2 separate regions of the Gossypium hirsutum genome follow, and region 1 is linked to region 2. The links are chromatin contacts, called in public Hi-C maps. All regions are on one chromosome and are shown on one strand. The core of a region is the stretch at or near the end of the contact, and the rest is flanking DNA. Distances in the headings are between cores, read along the strand shown. Region 1 has its middle 19 kb from the start of LOC121223938. Region 2 holds the start of LOC107957434 (probable galacturonosyltransferase-like 1).

Region 1 (4,378 bases), core at 1,463-3,962, 79 kb after region 2:
TTTCGGAGTCATTCTGACACTGTCCCACACAACTTTAAATATCTCTTTATAGGAAATTTCTTTGCTTCCAAGGTCTCTTTTATAAGAAACTAGACTAAATAAGCTTTGATTACATATTTTATTCAGCCTATAATTCCACACCAACAATTTATAGTGATTTTCTAAAATCACGTTACTGCTGCTGTTCAAAGCAAATTATTACAATTTGCTCTTAAATTTCCAAGTCCAAACACATATGAACTTACCATTTGAGTTTAAGACATATCATGGCCACATCATATCTTATTAAATCAACTCATTATGTCCTATTATGATTGAATTTACTCAACGTTTAATCACTTAAAACTTACCTCGGAAGTGGTCGACGACTAGATATCCACGGCTATTCGTTTACTTTCTCTTTATCCAAAATTGCCCCTCTATGCTCTTGAGCTTAATTAACAAAATTTAAACTATTTTAATCACCTTGTTATATCATTAAAAACAACAAGGTAAATCTTCTCAATGAAACTCATACATAAGGCAACACCTCGATACATCTGCACACATTCGGTATTTCATAAAAACCATCCCAAATACATTTACCTAGGTATCACCATGTCGCCTTATATACATATACTAGTTATGTGGTCAATTTTTCCGATGACCTATGCATATAACTAATTACACCTTTAATAATATTCACAAAGCCGATTATCCACATGACTACCTTAGCATATTATTAGTTAGCTTCTTATCCAAATTTGCCATAAAGAAAATTAACTCATATCCCCTCAAGTGCATAAGCAATTGCATCCAAAGGACACTTTAAATGCATGTTATGAAGGTAACCGAATGCACATATATTTATACCAAGGCATCATATACTTCAAACCAACTATCAAGGCATAAAGCCGAACCTTCAAAATCAATTATCAATACACGTTCAAACATGCCCTCCTACAAATATACAAGTTCTCCCTTGGTTAAACTAAATCATGCTTTAAGGTTTAATGTTCATCTTTAACACAATTACCACACTTCAAACTAAATTTTCAGCTTCATATATCCCACACCAGATTTTTTTTCCATGCTCAATTTCCATGGCCGAATGAAATTATGCCCTAATTCATGAATTTAAACAACATTGGCCAACTTTCCAAGCTCATTTGAGCCATCAAGCACATTTAGTTTGTTCATACTCAACTAGAATCAATTATCCTCCCAAAATCATCAAACATACAAAATATACCCCATTAAGCTCATGACCGATTGCTACATGCTTCATGAACACAAAAATTTTCACATGGGTCTTGTTGCAAGCTTCAAAACCAACCAAAATTCACAACTTTTCAAAGAAAATAACATGAACCTTACCTTATTTGAAGCCTTCTTTTGCCGAATGCCCTAAGCTCAAAGGTTTCTATTTTCTTTCTCAACTCACGGCAAGAAGAAGAAGAAAATGGCCTTGTTATTTTCACCTCAAACATGTTTTTTCATTTATTTCATTAACTTTTATTATATTCTTTCTCCCATAACACACTAACACAACATGTTTCCAACATGTTTCACCCCATAACATTTTGTCCACTCTCATGCTCATGGCCGGCCACTACTAATTAGGGGGGAAATTGACATGCAAGTCCACCCTTTTTATTTCATGCACTAATAGATCCTTATGTTTTGACCTATCACATTTCAAAAGTGTCACACATAAGTCCTATTGACTAAATTCACATGCAATTTACTAAATCAAAGCTTAAAACTTTCACACATTCGTATTCACATATAATAGTCATAAAATATGATGGCTAATTATTTTTATGACTCGATTTTGTGGTCCCGAAACCACTTTTCGACTAGGGTCAAATTAGGGGTGTCACAATAAGTATAATCATAATTGGAAGTGCAAAATACATATCTAAATATCTATTGTCAAAATTAGCTAACACAAAACACGGTTAAATTAATAATTGAAATAATATCCCAACAAGGCCCACACATAGTGATACTTAAGAATAAAATCTAAATTGAGAAGGACCTAAATTTGTAGTTTATTGGTTGGGTATTCATTTATCATAAGAATAACTTGAATTCGAATTATCATTGTACTAAAGAAAATCTAAACTGAGAACTCAAATATAATGTTTACACATGATAAAACTCAAACTTAAAATTTTAAAATTCTCCTTAGTCTGTTAAGTCAATGTCTTACTAGTTTTAACTACATTTATTCATGGCCATGCAGCTAGCCCAACTTGATTTGAATTATAAAAATATAAAAAATATAAAAATGAAAAGATATTATTATTAGTTAACATTAAAACTAGTTTACAACAATGTTGTTTGAATTGAATTGAATTGCGAATCGATCGGAGTATCAGTCTGGAGAGTGACTTTAAATCTATTAGACTACGAACCGATTGAATCGACTAAAAACTGTTTGAATCAGTGGTTGAACTAGCTAAGAACCAAGTATTTTTAAAAATTTTAATTTCTTTTTAATTTTTAATAAATCTTTAATCAAATCGATCGAACCATTGAATCATTCATTTGGTCGATTCAATCACTAATCCGATTTAAAAAAGTTCACATACATAATTTCGCGGGTCCAAAAATAAGCCTAGATTGACTTTTTGTAAAAAAAATTTTGGGCTGCAGTCCAGGTCAACTCTACCCACTCGTGTTGTTTTGTCGCTTTTAAGCCATGGGCCCTTGGCCATAACCTTCGTGTATCCATTTTTTTTCATCAGTGAAGTTATTATAGCCTAATGAAAAGTCATTAATAACCATTTATTTCTGTATAATTGAGAGAAACCCCCGACGTTTAAATTTACAAAAAAAAAAAAAAACAAAACGAAATCAAACCTATTTATTTCGTCATTTATTTATTCATATTTCCTATCAAGACCCGGCCAGGTAAACAGTTTCCTCCATATTTATAAGTGCGAAACCTTAATTTCAGAGTCCTTAACGCCCCATTACCTATGTTAAGATTACCAAATGCAAATTATATAACATCCAAATCCCTTTCAAAAGAAACATCAAGAACAGCTTTATGCTTACCGCAGGATAATAGCATCATAAACAAAATACAGAAATGGAGAGTAGCTTAGGGTGTTTAGATAGCTGTAGCCACTTACAAAACCCTACCAAACTACGCAGAATATGCAGCAATGAAAGGTATCTGATGAGGCAAAAGTACTTAAGAAGTTATCCCTTGACGATGACCACCAATAAGAAGAAAGAGAAAGGAATTGTAGCAAACAAGTGGTGGAAGGAGAAGCAGATTAAGTACAGCCGGATTCATCATTGGAATAATAAGCAAACAGTGGGATCAGAAGAGGTTAAAAAATCTAAACCCAAATTCCCTGGTTCATCCTCTGTCAAAGCCTGCTTCAAAATGTTGCTGGTTTGCGTGGTTAAAGTTGATGTAGTTTGAATGGTGAATCTGGAAACAAGCGGTTTATGAAATTATACATTCATAATAAGTGTTCAGAGTTCTATCCACATCCACCAAAGAGGGAAAAAAAAGTTAAGAAAACTGTAGATTTCCTACAATTTAAGTAGTATAGTTTGATTCTGTATAATCTCCAAGATTTTTTTTTCTTTGTTTTCTGCTTTATCTGGGACCATGTTGAATTCTATAAATGGCGAAGTCACTTTGGCCATCGTGTGGCGATATTAAGGTCTAATGAAGCACCTGAACAACGGTCATCTACTCAAAATCAACTAGGTGAGGTGATCACTATATAATCACTCTCAAACCATGTTCACTAAGATAAGCCCAAGAGGTCCTACAGCTTAGGATCAGTTAAATCTCTCTGAACAAAATTATATCTAATTCAAGGAGAACAGTACCCCCGGGGGCTTATTGGCTTGGGACCTGGGAGTATTAGCCATACCAATTTAGACTACATAATGAAGCATTTGAGTGAAAAAAAAAAACTACATTATCAAACATTTTAATGAAATCTAAATTTTTATTTGTAAAGTAAATTATATGACGCGTGTTTTAATCTTTTTATAAATCAATAAAAATATATCCATGATGCGATTTGAATCAAGAATATTATGTATATAAAATTTATTTATTTATTTATCATTTGAATTAAAATAATTTCTAATTTTCATTTGAAACTCTAATAAGTTATATATTTGTATATCTATATATACTATTTATTAAGTTTTTTTACTAATTTTATCTCATCCATCAACTAGATCCCAACTCAGTTAGAAAATTACTAAAACCCCATTTTATTTGCAAATTAAGTTATATGATATGTGAATGTTTTCATCTTTTTATATTCTTATATATATATATCTTCTAAATACCTTATTTCTACCTAAATATATAATAAAATTTCTAATTTTATTTAGAGAGAATTAAAAAACAAGT
Region 2 (4,743 bases), core at 1,476-3,975:
TTACTATTTTTTGGATAATTCAACCCAAATTGCAGTGTTAACAACTTAAAAGAAGTAAAGCAAGAAAGTTGGGTTAGATTCCAAAAGGCCGATCAACTCAAGTTTAGAATTTTCATGTATTTTTTATTTTTTAAAAAATATTTATGTATTTTTATATATATATATTGAATTTTTTAGATACAAAATTAATTTGAGATTAGTTTTAAATTTTGAGGGTTATTTTTTTAAAAAATATGATTAAATTGATATAATATGTAAAAGTTAAGGGTTAAATTTGTTATTATATTGATTTTTTAACTGTCACGTTAGGTTGACGTTTGTGGTTTTAACGGGAGTAATCAAAATGACCAAACTATATAACTTTGATGCTTGAATTGTAAATTCTTTATTTTGAGTGTTTAAAATAAAACTTTTTTTATAGTTGAATGATTCTATGTGTAATTTATTTATTTATTTATTATGGTTGTTTCTATATATATATAGAGAGGGGGGAGGGACGGTTGAAGTTCCACCTATGAAATGAGAATATTTAACATGATCTCAAGTAGCTAAAATTTATAAATATAATCAAATGAGACAGAAATGCTGAAGTTTATGATATTAACTAGCTAGAAAAGTCAAAATATAGAAAACAAAAAGGTTGAAAAAAGTATTTAAAAATATAGAACTTGAACTTTGTAGATAGAAACCTGCGTATTGGCACTCGTTAATGTTATTTAAATACAAATTATGTGCCGGTAAAATATATGAAAATATTATACCAAACCTAACTTTACGAAGACAAATCTTAGTTTGAGAGTTGAGAGTGAGTGAAACTATGGGGATTGCCGCTTGAAGCTGACCCCTTTTACTCCTTTTTCAACTATCATCTTCACATTGTGGGGCTAAACCGTGTGGCTTAGGTCGAAACATTTGATTCCATATTTAACGATTTAGTCGTAATTTCTTTATTTATTTTAAAGAAAAAAAAAAGTAAGATTCGAAACTTAATTTTCAAAATAAAGGGGTGAGAGATGGCAGTGCCGACAGCAGAAGGTTGTCAATGTCGGTTGAAAAGGGTAGCATGATTGCATGAGGTTCAACTTTTTTTTTTTCCTTTTTATATCAAAGATCCAGAGAGGAAATTCGAAGGGGATCTAATCAAAGAAAATAAAGAAGAGGGGTGTTTAATTAAGAAGGCTGGGGTCATCGTGTAGAGAGAAATAGGGGGGTTTGTCATGTGTATAGCACATGCAAAGCTTTGCCTTCGGTTTATATATTAATTGCTTCGTGTAAACTCTATTAATGAAAGAGGGAACCATGCATGTCCCACTCACATCCTTTTGTTTTAATAACTAAGGGCAACTAACTTATTTGAGTACAATGGAATTCGAAAGTAGCTACCCATATACTGTGTTATCTTCCTTTTCATGTTAATCTTGTAAGCGTATAATATAAATTAAGACCAATTAGGTAAGAAGCTTTATGTTGGCCAAGAAAATCAAGTTACAAGTTTTGTATAACTCATTTTATCTCTAAATTGCAATTATACTTTAAAAATATCAAAGATGTATGAAATAATAGAAAATAATAATCAACACTTGGAAAGACTTATTGGATTCTTGCGAATATGACAAACGATGGCTTTTATAACATTATATTATGTGATACAAGAAAAAGGGAGATATTATTATGGAACATGGTGAATATGGGCATGTAATTTTCAAAAAAGAATAAAATAGAAGTGGACGGTTTTAGTAATTATGGAAGGCTGGAGCCCTGGTTAGGTCACATATTCGTGATACAACACAAGAAGTTAGATAAGGTGAGAGTGAGAGGGAAGGCAAAATGTCTAGTTAAGAGAAGCATTTCCCACCAATTTCTTGGTTTCCATGTCCCTATCTCCTAACAAAAGTGAACTTCCGTTTTGTCTTTAATGATTACCTATGACTTGCTTAGGTGGCACTCTATGGACCCACATATTGCAGCCACCTGGACTGGGACGACGTTGCCTTGATAATATTATTTAGCTTTACTGCATTTTTAACTTTAGGACACCGGTAAGCTTCTGCATTTAATTTTTCACGGAATATGTGGATCAAATTAGAGACCAAAAGAATAAAATAATACTATTTTTAATGTTTTTTTTTTTGGTTACGCTGAACATGCAAATCCTTAGATTGAAGGCAAAAACTCTTGTGCTAGGGCTTTCCTAGACGTGGATGGCTCAACTAGATCGTTGATAATACGTCATTGTAAATTCAAGTTAACTACAATCCGCCCTTTTTGTCTATTTTTTTTTATATGGTGAAAAAGAATGAAAACCAAGAAAATTGGAGAAAGAATGTTTACATAATGGGTTCTAGATACAGTAAAAAGGCTAGTTTTAACGTATTTTCTTTCCCAACCTTACCATGTTTAATTAGCAAATCTTGAATGAAAGACATTCCATATCTTACCATAAAACGGAAACTATGTCGTAATGACCTGATTTGCTACCATATTTGTACTCATTAAACCCTATTACCATATAAATCACCAACTGACTTGACTGCAATTTTGTAATTATGTCAATCAATACAAGGAGCATTAAAGAAGAAGGTAAATATATGGTTTTAATTAATTTAATAGATTCATATGATTATTTTTAAGATTTAAAATTTAAATATATGTTGCTTCATTTTCAATATGCGATCTTTTTCTTTATAAAAAGGGAAAACATTTTGCAACAAGCAAATGTGAAGCCAAAGACTTGAGAGTTTGAGTTGTTTCAAAAACCTTTTACTTTGGGTGGCTGCAGCACCCCTTTTTTGGCACCGTGGGAACCAAGGATCCGTCCCCGCCCCCACTCTTAAAAGGGTTAATAAACGTAGTCTAAACACTTTATAGCCCTTTCTTAATTTCCGATATCCTCTTGGATTCCCTCCAACAAAATGCCTGAACCACATGGTCACCTCCACCGACACCACCTTCTTCTCCTCCTCTTCCTCCTCATCACTGCCACCAATTCTGCCCCTGCCTCCGCCACTACCACTAATTATCAAATATTCAAAGAAGCTCCACAGTTTTACAACTCTCCCGCTTGCCCTTCCTTGGACACCAATGAAATGTGCTCCCACCAAGCTGTCCATGTTGCAATGACCCTAGACGCTGCCTACTTACGTGGGTCAATGGCTGCCATTCTCTCCGTCCTCCAGCACTCTTCTTGCCCTCAAAACATCCGCTTCCACTTCATCCCCTCCTCCACAGCCAACCACCAACACCTCCGCCTCACTATCTCCCGCTCTTTCCCTTCCCTCAAGTTCCAAATCTACCCATACGACTCCTCCAAGGTGTCGGGACTCATTTCCACCTCCATCCGCTCGGCGCTTGACTGCCCTCTAAACTATGCCCGCAACTACCTCGCCAACCTCCTCCCACCGTGTCTCAGCCGAGTCGTTTACTTAGACTCAGACCTCGTCCTCGTCGACGACATTGCTAAACTCGCCGCGACGCCGCTCGGAGACCGCTCGGTTTTAGCTGCACCGGAGTATTGCAACGCCAACTTCACTTCCTACTTCACCCCAACCTTCTGGTCAAACCCAACGTTATCTCTAACATTTGCCGGACGCAAAGCCTGTTATTTCAACACTGGGGTAATGGTGATAGATTTGCAAAGATGGCGACAAGGAGATTACACTACCAAGATTATAGAATGGATGGAGCTTCAAAAGAGAATGAGGATCTATGAGTTAGGGTCTTTGCCACCGTTTTTACTCGTCTTTGCAGGGAATATAGCTCCAGTTGATCATCGATGGAACCAACATGGCCTCGGAGGAGATAACTATAGAGGATTGTGTAGAAATTTGCATCCTGGTCCAGTTAGCTTACTGCATTGGAGTGGGAAAGGGAAGCCATGGGTGAGATTAGATGCAAACAGACCTTGTCCTTTGGATGCTTTATGGGCTCCGTATGATCTGCTGCAAACACCATTTGCCTTGGAGTCCTAAAATTTTGGTATCTTAATTATTTTTATATATGATTACTCTATGTTTTCATATCTAGGCCTGAGATTTTTAGTTGGATGAGGCCATAGAACATACACACAACATAGATTTGAGTGTAAAATTAAGATGTTTCTCTCTTGCAGATGGTGGCAAATGTTGGGGGGGGGGGAGGTGTTCAATGTTCATAGATTATACAACAGAGCTTTAACAATCTTACTACATTAATCTACTTTTTGTTTTCTTTTCCATCTATGTAATTGAAAACAGTATATATAACAACTACAGCTATAGATCAAGAAGAATAAATTGGTTTCAAATTTTATGTTCATCTTCTCTTTTTAATTTCAATTGCTGCTTGATTGTTAAAGTGATGAGGTTGTTGAAGACAATATACATGTTCAGTAATTGGTTTCCATTTTCTAACAGTGCCCAGTTTGTTTACTACCTATATAATTCTTGCAGTTTCTAAATTTGAAGAGGAAGCTTTATCATGGGATACATGGTAATGGGTACAAATAATTTACTATTCTAACTTTTATTATTTATGGTTCTTTATTTTCTAATTTCCCTCCTTTACTTTTGGGGGTTGTTACTGTCCTGCCAAAGCTAGACATGTACCTTTCATACTTTGACTAAATTCTTGAGATTGATATTTGATGGACCAGCTAGCTTTACTTTTCCCATTTAATTACATTTTCTTTATTCTTTTTAAATAATCTCTATTTGTACTTATAATCTCTATATCCTTGAATATATATATATCAGTAAATCTAGCTAT

Evidence for each region. A called contact is a pair of places that touch in the nucleus more often than the background predicts.
Region 1: a contact with region 2 is called in a Hi-C map of leaf, with 2.3 times the contacts expected there. The contact joins the enhancer-like site here to the promoter of LOC107957434 in region 2. A contact is called at or near these places in 4 of 34 Hi-C or Micro-C datasets (all in leaf).

The regions. Positions count from the first base shown.
Region 1 is chrD11:23,222,174-23,226,551 of Gossypium_hirsutum_v2.1, forward strand. No RefSeq gene overlaps it. Among protein-coding and RNA genes, the nearest start is that of LOC121223938, 19 kb to the left of the region's middle. Within about 2 kb of position 2,713, at least 2 of the 9 cell types and tissues checked have an H3K27ac peak or open chromatin away from gene starts, as enhancers often do. A contact at or near this core is called in leaf, where this site is marked.
Region 2 is chrD11:23,143,590-23,148,332 of Gossypium_hirsutum_v2.1, forward strand. LOC107957434 (probable galacturonosyltransferase-like 1) reads left to right here and starts at 2,726. Exons shown (of 2, transcript XM_041106521.1): 1 at 2,726-3,975; 2 at 4,109-4,334. The coding sequence starts at 2,913. The coding sequence ends at 3,968.